Regions from separate parts of the Anas platyrhynchos genome. Here region 2 is linked to region 1. A link is a contact called in public Hi-C data. All regions are on one chromosome and are shown on one strand. The core of a region is the stretch at or near the end of the contact, and the rest is flanking DNA. Distances in the headings are between cores, read along the strand shown.

The links. Hi-C and Micro-C count contacts between places; a contact is called where the count stands out from the background.
Region 2: a Hi-C map of F5 follicle shows a contact between it and region 1, with 4 times the contacts expected there. The contact joins the promoter of EMP2 here to the enhancer-like site in region 1. A contact is called at or near these places in 2 of 8 Hi-C or Micro-C datasets (F5 follicle and small yellow follicle).

The regions. Positions count from the first base shown.
Region 1 is chr15:3,367,411-3,373,761 of IASCAAS_PekinDuck_T2T, reverse strand. The region is part of intron 5 of TEKT5 (tektin 5); the gene reads right to left. The region is part of intron 5 of LOC113845300 (a long non-coding RNA gene); the gene reads left to right. Among named protein-coding and RNA genes, the nearest start is that of TEKT5, 20 kb to the right of the region's middle. Within about 2 kb of position 4,736, at least 4 of the 8 cell types and tissues checked have an H3K27ac peak or open chromatin away from gene starts, as enhancers often do. A contact at or near this core is called in F5 follicle, where this site is marked.
Region 2 is chr15:3,441,716-3,447,921 of IASCAAS_PekinDuck_T2T, reverse strand. EMP2 (epithelial membrane protein 2) reads right to left here and starts at 2,706. Exons shown (of 5, transcript XM_013106876.5): 1 at 2,524-2,706. All of the region lies in intron 2 of LOC113845300 (a long non-coding RNA gene), which reads left to right.

The DNA of each region.
Region 1 (6,351 bases), core at 3,487-5,986:
TGGGGAGCTCTTACAAGCTTGTCGGTCCTAACATCTTTCACCTTCATTGCCAATCAAAATATCAACCTGTGGGGACGTACCAAGGCTGAGAGGAAAGAACAGGCAATGTGTTTAGAGGTCACCCGCTGCTGAGTCAGGGCCCTCCTTTCCTGTGTTTATCTTACAGCTTCTTTCACGGCTATGGAGTTTCCCATGCTACGCCTTGCTGCGTGTAGGGGGCTGAGTTCACTGTACTGGTCTTCTGGTACCTGCAGTGAGGGTATTGCCTGTCACAGTCATTCTGCTTACAATTTATTGTAAACATCTTCCAATTTACAGTAAATTGTAAGTAGGTTTTCTTTTTAATAATAAAGTGCAAATCAAAGTAAAAGCAATGGAACAAAGTCACACACATCTCCTCAGCCTGGTAAGAACAGGGCAAAGTTATGTTTCAATTTAAGAAATGATTGGGTGAATATTTGTTTTCTACCTATAATGAAAGAGCGGGGGGATTTGTGTTCTCAGTCCTGATTCTGAGTAAGACCTCTGTGGTTTACACTTTGAGCTTTGTTGGTGGTAATGTTTTCTCTCTTTAGCATCAGGTGGAAATCCACTTTTGTGGGGGAAATCTGTCAGTGAAACAGAGGAATTAAAGCAACCTAGAGCACTTCATTAGAAATGAACTGTGTCTGTGAAAGCAGCTGCCGCAGACCAATGTAGCAGTTTAGAAATGTGCTCATGTTATAGTACCTATGTAATGTAGTCACTGTGCTGCTACCTTGTCTCATGACAGCATGAATCAAAATGCCATTTATTCAGGGAGTGGAGTGAAGTTACAAGCTATTTTGTGGGTAATTAATGCAAGTTGTTCTGAGCAAGTTAAAGAAGTGTAAGGAGATAAAAAGAACATTTTCTGATATATTTTTTCTGCCCTCTCTCTCATAAGTATCTCATGTGTATTCTATACATGGAAGGAAAACAGGAAGCCCTCAAAGGGGACTCAGCATGTGCTCAGAAACACTAACTGCAGCAAATTCTGGAAGCAGTATCCAAATTTATATAGAAGACCAGGGAAGAAATTTAGTAGTCTTCTGTATTTCAGGTAACAGTGCCACAAATCATTATTTGGGCTATAGCAAACAATGGCAAGTCTATTAATACATGATAGTGCTTCTGTTATGGCTTGGTGCCCTTTACTCTTGCCTTCTGCATGTCTGAAAAGGTAAATTACATTAAGATGTAGGAGGAACAAGCCAATTCTAGTACATACCATGCTGAGCAGATTTCCCATGTATAATCTATCCTTAGTCCCTGAGGACTGCCATTTTCAAGTTCATCTAGCAGAAAGAACTTTACAAGAGAGGCTTTCCGAAGCCACACTTCTCTTGAATACTCTTCTCATGCATTCACATGGCCACAGTGCAAGTACAACCACCAAACCATAAACCCCTGTATTTTGATTTCAGTACTAATGTTTCAGGTGTGTGAATGTTGGTATTTATCAAACCTGAGATTTGTTTCTGTCCCTTCACAGCACTTACTGTGCTTTGAGTTTGCATCTGGCTGGACCTCGTTGCCCGCTACACATGTAGAAAACACCTGGGTGTTATCTTAATGATAGAGAGGCAGGACATTGTATAGTCCTTTCTTTTTAGAATACTAATACATAAAACTGGCATAGGACAAGAGTCTTCTTGTATCTAGTCATATTTAGTGACTCAAAGTATTTAAAGCTTGCACAGCCTACAAATTCACACAATGTTTATGTTTGAGAAGGGCAAGCACATGAGTCTAAATAGAAAATATTTCCCTTTATTGAGAATCTGGTAGTTCTTAAGTTGTGAAAAGAGAGCTTTTATCTGAGTCACAGAGAATTCAGTTGTATACCCAACCCTTGTAATGTTGTGTCTGCATAATGCATAGTAACTACAGAGTACCCTCATGCCACAGGACTTCAGGACACTAAAGCACCTTGTGCTTATAATGATGCCAGCGGTCCACAAAAGCTTTATGCACAACCAAGGCAAATGATGAGTGCTACTGAGCAAATCCTAGTCATTTGCTTAAAAAAAAAAAAAAAAAAAAAAGTTTAAACCTGCCTGTGAACTTAAAATTCAAATGTTAAACTATGCCACCATCTTTATATCCTGCCTGGCTGCCTATAAGTGGATGTGGTTTAGATTCATTGTGTGTTCTCTTTTTTTTCTTACTTTTTTTTTTTTTAATTTTTTTATTTTTTTTAAGTGCTGTCAGTTGAGACCTACAGACTAAAATGCCCTCAGGGGAACCACCTACAACACATCACAAAAGCTTTGTACTAACAATTTTTGATTACTCATTCGGGCTACACATTGGATAAAATGATTTAGATAATCTACTCTACATAAACGGATTGGTGGGGAGGATCACCAGATAGTGCTGCACCAGCCTACGTCATTTCTGGATGACCTCCAAAGGCAAGGAGCAAAAACAACAAATGCTGAGCAGTGTGTTCTTAAGAGAGCATGGTGAGGGACTGGCTCAGGCAGCTGTCCATCCGGAAACCTTCCCTTCCAGGACATGAGGAAAGTTTTGTGCTGCAGCATTCTTGAGAGCTTTCAGAAAACTGCTCTCCTGCCACTCTCTCACTTCACCAAGGACGTGAATTTTCATAGGCTGAGTACACAGAAAGACTGGGAGAAAGTCACACGTGTTTCATCATGTAATCAGGATAGTCATATGGACAAGCATCTTTAAAATGCTATGGCCTGACAGTTATCATTACTCCTTTTTGCTTCTGAAGTTTACTCAGTGTTTGGTAGCTGAATGCAAAAAGCAGCAGCTACATAATATGGTGGGAGGCAGCTGCCTCCTGCTTTTGTAAATTCCTTTATATTTAATATTGTGTATCTCACTTTTTAAAACTTTTTTCATCCACATTTCCATATTTCAATCAATTAATTCTGTAAAATTTTTAAGTTTATTGTAAGTTACCATATTTAAATAGTGTAAATGTGGCTGATTCATTTTAGAGCACATGAGCACATTATTTCATATTAAAACTATGTTATCTTTCAATCTTTGGATTACAAGTGTAACCCAGATCTTAAATGTGAAATACATTAGAATAATTTTTACTGTCATATGATAGCCAAATTCTTAATAGACATTACCATGTTCTTTGCTCTGGTGTTTAGGGTTTATTTCTTTTGAAGCTTAATTGCAGGTCATCATTTTATGATTTATAAAGTTTTGTTTGTTTGTTTGTTTGTTTAATTCAGATGATGGTAAGAAATAGTCCGGGAATCATTTAACAAAAGAAAACAAACATTTAATAGTCACACTTCTCAACAGAATGTAACATCAGAAGGTAATGACTCAACTAGTTTAACTGTATTTTAGAAGAGTTAGAAACATTTTGAGCAGTGGTTTTGTGCATTTTTTGTGTATATTTGTATGGGATGTCTAAATGCCACAGTTAAGAGAAGCATCTGATTAGTTTGGGCCCTAGGAAAAGATCTTAAAATCAATGCATTGCACAATTCACCAGGGACATCAAGAGTCTCTACTGGATTGGTCTGTGCTTGGGAATACTGCAAGTTTTTATTTATAAAGCTTCATAACAATGGGAATAGGGATGGCATAAGTACAGTCAACAAATCTGAAAGCTAAGGCATACTTTGAACGTCATGTGTGCCAAAGGAAACATACAAAATTCCCAACATTTTCTTTACCTTGTCTTAAACATAACATTTTCACAGAAGAGATATAGAAAGGAAAAAAAAAAAAAAAAAGAAACTATTAGAATGTAAATACTACTTACAGAACAAAGAAGTCATTAAATACATATCTGGATATTTAATCAGTGTCCTTACAATCAATTTCTGCATGGTTTACCTGTCTACCCCGTACAGATTGAAAGAGGACCAGGAAATCTGAGCCTTTCATATATTTATTGCAACAATTTCCAACCCTCTAAAAAGCCTCCTTCCACTGAATTCATATATGCATTTTTTAATTTTTATCCTTGAGAATAATCCAATCAATTTCACACTTATATGCAGTTTCTATTTAACTTTTCCACTGTCCCTAAAATGTACAAGATGTTTATTTTAAAACAGCTTTATTTAAATTAAAGGGGGAGAAAAGTATGGGATCATTTAACTTGGCCTGGATTTGCAAAAATATTTTCAAAATAACAGAGGAAGACATAACTATACACAAGAAAATGCTTAACTGTTTGTATACATCATTGCTATATGCTTAACTATTGAAGGACAACAATAAGGCTCAGAAGTTCTGTCATATTTTTCTACAATTTTACACTGTTTCATACCTTCGGATGCTGCGGGACCAGCATTTTAGGTGTATCATAAAATACTCTATTATTAATGTGGTTTTGCTAAACCTGGTCAAAATAACAATTAAATATGCAGTTTGAGTCTTGTGCACACCATTCTCTCTCAAGTTACTTCATCTGAGAGAAGGGTACACATCCCTTTAATAGAGAAAAGATGCCTCTAGACAGAGATGATGCCAGAGAGAGAAACCGCTATGGCTTGTGCAGCTGCTGATTCTTGTTAGAAATTAGATTCTTTGTAGTCATTAAGAAATGTAAACCCCCTACACTAAGCTATGTTGTTGATGTTTGTCTCATGATCTTTAAAGCCTGAATATGCTTCTTTTCTAGACAAGCTACTGCATACACTCATCTCTTGTTTTGGTACAAGACAGCCCGTTCTGAGAATAAGGAACAGTTTTATAAACATAAATGAGCACTGCTGCCTTGAACTAAATCCTGTTTCCTCTGGAAGCCTATATGAATTGCCTGAGCGCAGATGGGCTGCAGGGGAGGGAGCAGTAGTAGTAACAACCACCTCTGTTTCTCATATTTAAATGTCACAGCAGAAAAATGTTGTCTTCTATATCAATGTCAGAAAAAGCTTGTTTTCATTCAATCCAGGCTGCCTTTACTTGGCAGCTGGAAGTGTATTCCTTGGTGTGAGATTTTGCAAATAAAGGCACATGGATTCATGATAACCTGAATGCATCCTGATGAGCAATGGCTCTCACTTGATTATGTTTATTCTAGCCTACCTCATTTCATATTCCCCTTAGGCTATTCCATGAAGTGGAGCATTGCTGCATGGCATGCTGAGAAGCCAGGATTCTCCACTTGCCCAGAGTTAGTACTCTGGTCTAGTCTATGCAAGTCTTTATGATTTTGTGAGATGAAGCAACCATTTTAGGAGACAGGAATCTACTTTTGTTTTCAAGTTAGTGCCTTAGTTTTCACCTGTAACTTCGCTTGGTTTGTAGGTAACAGTCTAATGTGTATGTAGTCCCAGCTTAAATAATTATTTCCTCCTTCAAACAGGTTTTTCCAGGCAAGTTTGAGCTGCTTACACCAACCAGCACACACCTTCTCAACCAATTCTGAGTCACTCTTCGTTAATCGTCCAACAGGTTCCACTATTAAACAATAAGCTTAAGTGTATACCCAGCCACCAGGAACAGACATGAGAAACTGTAAGTGACTCAGGTTTTAAGACATAAAATAAGGAAGAGAAGAAAGTGGCAAAAAAAAAACATGCATAAAATTTACGTGAGGATACATCAGGGTCTGAGATGAATGCCTTACGTGGGGAGAGTGCCATGGGGAAGGTGTTCCCTCTCCTATATGCATGCTCCTGCTCACAGCCCTGTCTCCCCTCTCCTTTATGCAGCTTGGGTGGGCACTGCCTGTCTGACTTCAGGAGTTCTTTATGGCCCTGTTCAGAGCAAGGCCTTTTCAACAGCCGTAGGCAGGCTCCTCTTAGAATTTCACACATGAGTAGTTTGAAAATTCTTTCGGAGGCTGGTAGGCAGTTCCTTGTTCTACTGCCACTGAGGTTTTCCTGGTTTTCATCCTGTGTTTTATGCTAGTTATATATGTAAGTAGGTTTATTCTTTGAATTAGAAGTAAATGGTTTGGGTATAAAATGTATTCCATATTTTTGTCTAGCCACCATATAAACATATTCAGTAGTTGCTAAGACAGGAAAGGTTGGTTGATTCAATTTATAAATAAATTTAAATGTAATAAAAAATACTGTGTGAGGGATGGAATGTCTGAGAGGGTGACCTGCTTAAGAGATGGAGTAACTTACTAAAAAAGAATCCTGTAGGTTCTTCAGGTATAGAGTAAAATATATCAAGCAAAAAGGCAAGAGTTAATTTCCATCATATGTTGATGTAGTATACTGACTTTTCAAAAAAAAAGAAAAAAAGAAAAAAGAGCAGGGGAAACTGTTTTTAAGAGCATACATTCTCAGTGAACTGAATGGAAATACTCAGAATCATGGTTTCTTGTTTTTTGGAGTAGGTGGTTATTTTTTCATGGTTTTCTAAACA
Region 2 (6,206 bases), core at 1,457-3,956, 76 kb before region 1:
CTTGCTGAGTGAGCATGCCCTCAGTGCTACCATCCAGGTCACTAATAAAGACATTAAACAGTAGTTAGTGGTCTTGGTATTGTCACCCGAAGGATTCTGCGGGTCACCAGCTGGACATTGCAGCACTGGTCACAAATCTTTGAGCCAGCCAATTTTCCAACCATTCATTGTCTAGTTCTCCAGTCTGCATGTCACCAAAATGATGATAATATTAACCATTTCGCCACGGCATTAGAGGGCTTTGATGACGAAGGGGTCTTTCTCTTCCTGTAGTTGTTTCCATCTGTTCTGGTTAGTTTTGCTCTACCTCCCACTTACTGCATCTCTTGTGTTTGAATATAGGATGGCTACCGTTCTAGACTTGGTGGCTCATGTATACCCATAAACAGTAGCACATGAGTTGGTATAAGGGGTTTATATAAAAAGCTTGTGTAAGATGACCCAAAAATTTATTCTCTTTTCAGGTTGAGTTGAAATTACAAACTTTTTAGTACAACACTTCTACTTTAGCATCTGAATTAGAAGAAAGAAAGTCTGAATATAATGGCCTTCTTTAGCAAGTTTAGACCTGTTTTTTAAGCACCAGCAGATGTTTCATATATTCCTCAAGGTATTAGTTGAATTGAAGTCCAATAAGATCTCTCATCTATTCTTCTGTAATGTCAAAAATTAGATCTGATTGAAATATCGGATCTCTACCTTTGCATTTCTTTTCTGGTGATTAATGTGTATAAATGAGTGAGAAAATGACCTTTCCATAGCAAGTTTTTTTTTTTTTTTTTTTTTTTTTTTGACAGTTATCTTCTAAAATGTAGGCTGTAGGTTGCAAGTTTCCTCTTAGTTTCTGTCTCCCAGCAGGGTGGATGCTGAATTAACCCAGTCATTGATTCCTATGGCTGGGAAAAAAATAAATAAATAAAAAGAAAAAAAAAAAAAACAAGGAGAGAGAATGACTGTATTCCTGTTTGAGCTGTGTTTTTTCTTTATTAGTTTTTCATGTGAAGAGGCAGTAATTGCCAAATGCTTAGGAAGGTGTAGAATGAACTTCAAAGCATTCTTAAAAGAATGCCCTTTATTCTGCTGTCACCTGCTGAACCAAATGGTGTGTGAGTCCCTCCCTCCCCAAAAATACATCTGAAAATGAAAGCCTTTAGGTAGCTGCAGTAAGGCTTTGCTGAAACAAGTGAAAGACTTAGGCGTAAATAGCACAGAATATCAGGGAGGTCTGTTCCATGATTTATGCAGTAGACATATAGGATATATTATTTCCAATTTTCCTTTTCTTTCCCATGTTGATCTGCAGGACCTGTGGAGATTGTTTAATTGAAAAGGAAGAGCTCGCCCTTCCTTTTCTGCCCCACTCTTGCATGTTCTCTTGAAAAATGCTCTTTTTGTATTAAAGTTGTAGGAAACCAGTAAGAATTCTTTAAGGAAACCAATAAAAATTCTGACAAAACTAGCCAAAGCAAACTGTGTTGCTGCCCCTGGAAAAGTTATTACTGGATCTGACAAAGCTATTTGCCAGTGCAGTGATTTCATTATGAGAACTTTTTAAAAGCAGTATTTCAGAAAATGGTTATGGATGATGATGGCAAAAGCATTCAGTCCAGCAGTGGTGAAATCAGAAGGATATTTTGTTTCTGCTGGCTAGTGTCTCTCTTTAGCCCATATGCAGAGATCTTCTACTTAGTCATGAGTTGTGCAGACTCATGATAATAGTAAATAAAAAAATAAGCTCAGTAATCGGATCTAGCTGTTAAAATCTGTAAACTTAGGTTTTGACAGCCTAGCTTTGTTTGGAAAACGAAAGGAAAGAAATTGGAAAGGACTAAAGGCAAGCCACAATTAAAAAATAAATTGTGGAGCCTCTGAAGTACAGTACAGTATGTCAAGGACTTCATACATTACAAATAAACTTGTATGTTTCTTTCCATCCTGCCAAAACAATTGCAATAGCAACCCAACCCTCTAAATCTATCAGCTTTACTAATCAAACACAGAAAAAAAAGACTTCTAACCAGTTACTGTGCTAGAGATATGAAAACAGTAGTCTAGATCTTGATATTAAAAAAGAGGACATGTTATTAAAAATAAGGACTTGGTCACAGAAAACTTACAATTGTTTGAAATCTGCTGACATGTGTGGTTAAAATGGCAAGACTAAGATATGACTGGGCAAACAAAATCCAAAACAAGGTCAAAGTGCCCTCCAATAAAGAAACAATTTTGAAAAGTAGCCACTTGTACTGCTTAGATAAATATTATATTTTGTCAGTTTGGTTACTGACCTTGTCACCCAGAAAGCAGAAATCTTGAACTGCTCACAAGTTATTAAGAACAAATTAAAAAACTTGCTTGCCTGTGCCTCAAGATAATTGCTCATTTTCAGCATATTTCAAATAACATCAGATGTTTAGAATGTAGGAAATGAATAAATGTCATTTTTCATCTCATCTGTAAAGTGAAAGAAGCTATTTAGAATTCCTATTTTCTACTAATATCCAAGCACACAAAGAGACTTACCATTCGCAGCAAAAGATGAATGACAAGCAGCTCTACCAGTGAGGACCCTGTCCTGATGTGTGACTCTGTTCTGTACAATACACTTGTAAATACCCAGAACTAGACTCTCATCCATCTATAAGGTGCTTTACTGTGGGGCCCATGCAGGAACTGACAGCATTCCTTCAGCTTTCCCACTTAAACGGCAAGCCTCTGTGCAGACACACTTCTCTGCATATAAATTTGTGCACACATACACACGTACACTTCCAAATATGTACGCATAAAAATTCCAGTCCATGAACTGGGTCATCTGAAAAGAATTTTTGGATTAACATATTATCTGAGGGCTAGCACACGCTACAAAAGCTCTTACTGTATGCCATTTGGAAATACATTATCTTTGTTTACGATTATAGTATGTCTCCATGCATGCAAAGTGTTAGCTCCTTCTAAGGCTGTCTGTTAGAAGATCAGAACATTGCTCCTACTGAGCCTTACGTAAGTTTAAGTATTTAATGATCACTTTGCTAAATCTCACAAGAAAAGCATTACAGGAAAGGGAGAAAACTCAGCCTCTACAGATTTTAGCACACACCAAAGTCAGTGTGATATGCATTTGGATTTGGATGTGCTCCATGTGAGCATTTTGGTGCTGTGTGAAACGACAATGAACTAGATTCTGACCTCAGATACGCATTTCTAAATCTCATTGACTTAACTGGCTATTGCCACAGACAGGATTTGGACCTGTGTACTTTTAAAAACTTCTTACAGAGTGGAATTTGTTTCATAGTGATTACAAGAATTAACACTAAATGGGCATAACATGAGCCCAACCATTACTAAGAACTAAAGTTTTTATTGAGTTACAGACTATTCTAATGACAAACATAAATTAAAGGTATTAACAAGTCTTGCAAATTTTACATTTTAACTTCTATTATGTAAACAGTGCAAAAGGGTATTGAGAGACAGCCATGTGTTGTAATTCTTGCATCATCATTAGGAATCTCAAAGCACTTAGCATTTTCTCAAAGACAATCACAGGAATATTGGGTATGAGGGTAAAAGGCTTTATTCATATTCAAAAAAAGAAGAAAATATCATCTAAAAGAAGCCCAAAATTATTTTGTGAAACCTATCATTTTTTAAGCCAATCACAAAATGTACTTATGTTTGAATGTAGGTACTTGGCAATACTAAAATGCAGGTCTTCGTACAAAAATAAATAAATAAATAATAAATAAATAATCCCCAAAGCAAGTGAAGCTGTATTGTAATAGCTGGAACCTATATATACACTAATTTTAAGTAAACTTTGGGAAGTAAGTAAATGCCATAGTGTTGCAGCAAGCTGTGAAGATCACTTTGTCAGAAAGGGTATGGACGAGAGCTACTGGTTAGTTTAAACAAAGACTATTAATGAGTGGAAAAACTTTGAAGCTGAGAAGGAAAATACTAACAAGAGAGGTCTGTCGGCACCGTGCTTGCAGCCCTGGGTGTGTGTGGCCCTCCTCCCTTTTCCCTCTGACCTGCTGCCTGTTTCCACAGGAAACAAACACATGTAAGTCAGAGGAAATCGAAGTGTACTCCGCCAGGCAGGCCGTTTGTCCAGGACTGACGTCTGCCCGTCAGAATAGGTACTGAATAAGTTGGGCAATTTGAACAGCATCCCTGGGAGCAAACTGTGCAGTGTTGGGGTTTAGATCAAGGACAGGACTTTGTGGAAGGTAGGAGCAGCACTGTAAGTTTTAAGTGAAAGCCATTAAAAAATGTATTTTTATTTTTTAAGAGGTAGTGTGATTAGGATGATCAAGAAGTGACATAAGGCAAAGTACAGGATTTTTGCAAATAAGTTTTCAGTAGGTGGAGGGGCATCAGGGAGGTACCTGCAAAAGAAGGGGAGAGCAACAGCTCAGGGCATAATCTGGTGGGTTTAGCAGAAACAGCAATTTTTGAGTGAGATCAAACTGCATGGCTTGTACAGTACCTACGCTCAGGACCTGGCTCTTCAACCTGATCTGCAAATACTTGTGTTGAGAAAGAGGGAGATGTATTTGCCTAACAAAGAGGAGAGCAAATTTAGCTAAGCTGAATTTCCCCACTGATTGGAGGTGAAGTCTTCTGTGGAAACAAGTGCTGTTCTGGGAAAGGGTTTCTTTCTCCCTCTCTTCTTTCCCCCACCTCATTCCAGGACTTGAACACTTGCAACTGTTTCCTTGCCAGGTAAATATCATCCACCACACACTTGGATCCACTTCGTTGCTTCTTGCATTTATCCTGCGATCAGTCTAGACTTGTCTCGCATTGCTTTGCATTCCCGACAATTTTAAGGAAACATATGTCTTGTTGGCAGCATGCAGGCTGCTCAGATTGAACGAGATGCGGCCGGAGTGCCCAGGCTGGCCTGCTTTCAGAAAACCACAACAGCCTCATAGCTCTACCTTTTAAGAATCCCATCTAAACGGTGTTGCTTTCTTTTCTCTGCAGTTAAAATGTCACGTAGGATGCTGTTTACAATCCTACCAGTGGAAAACCATATTCTCATATAACAGCTAGCCTTGCACTTCTTCCTCTTTGATTTACTGAGTGAATATATATCTCAATTTTGTTCCTGCACAAAGCCATTTTACAGGTGTGTCTTCACAAAGATTTGACAGCAAATATAATCCAAAATATTTCAGAAGGAAAGGAATAACATGAGTTCACATTTCCATACAAGTTGTGTAACTCATTTGATGTGCTTAGCTCGTGGAGGAACCAAATGGGCCAAGGTCTTCTCTTGAGATCATCTTGTCCTGAAGGTTAAAAGTTTGGTAGGAGGGCACTCCCAGCAATGAATGAAAGTTTCAAAATCTGATTATTTATTTATTTATTTATTTATTTGAGAGTGGGCAGGTAACCAAAACCCTCTCTTGAGGAGCTCATTGAACAATGCAGAAGGTTTTGGGGATTGCTTCTTTTCTTTTTGAGGTAAATTATTCTGTTGGTTAGAATACAAGCTCAAGACTGCAGAGACTTCACTAGATTTACTTTTCTTGTAATGATCACATCACTTCTTACCTAGGAAACGGACTTTATACTTACCTGCCATCCAGGCTTATTATGAAGCTTAATCAGCCTGTCAGAAACTAATTCTATGAACCTTTCAAGGTGGTGGCTATGTTTATTTCCATTGAACTGATATGGTTCTTACTGATGCACTTTTGCTTTGCCTATCGTGATGATCTGAGACTTACTTGTATCTAAAGAATGATAGAGACAGAAAAATGTTGCTTGAAAGACAGAAGTAAGACTGTCTAGCTCAGTATTTAAATCCTCCAGGGGTGGAAATCCCACCGCCTCTCTCTGGGCCTGTCTCGGTGTTGTACTGCCCTCCTGGTAAAGAAGGTTTTCCTAATGTCAAGCCTGAACCCTCAGAGCTGCAATGCATGATCGTTGCCCTTGCTATGCTGTTTAATGGCATGGAGGAGAGTTTAGCTCCAATGTCTTCATAAATCCCTTTCAAACAGTTGTAGGCAGTTATTAGAATTCCCGTTAGCCTCCTCTTCACCAAACTAAACAAATGCTCTCTTTGTAGAATGTATGTGAAATTTCCTGCACAACACAGTGTGAAACAAGCAGGGAGAGAATAAGCAGGAGAGCTAGATGAGAGCGTGGTGCCACAGCAGCTGTGTCTCATGAGTAGCACTGAAGTATCT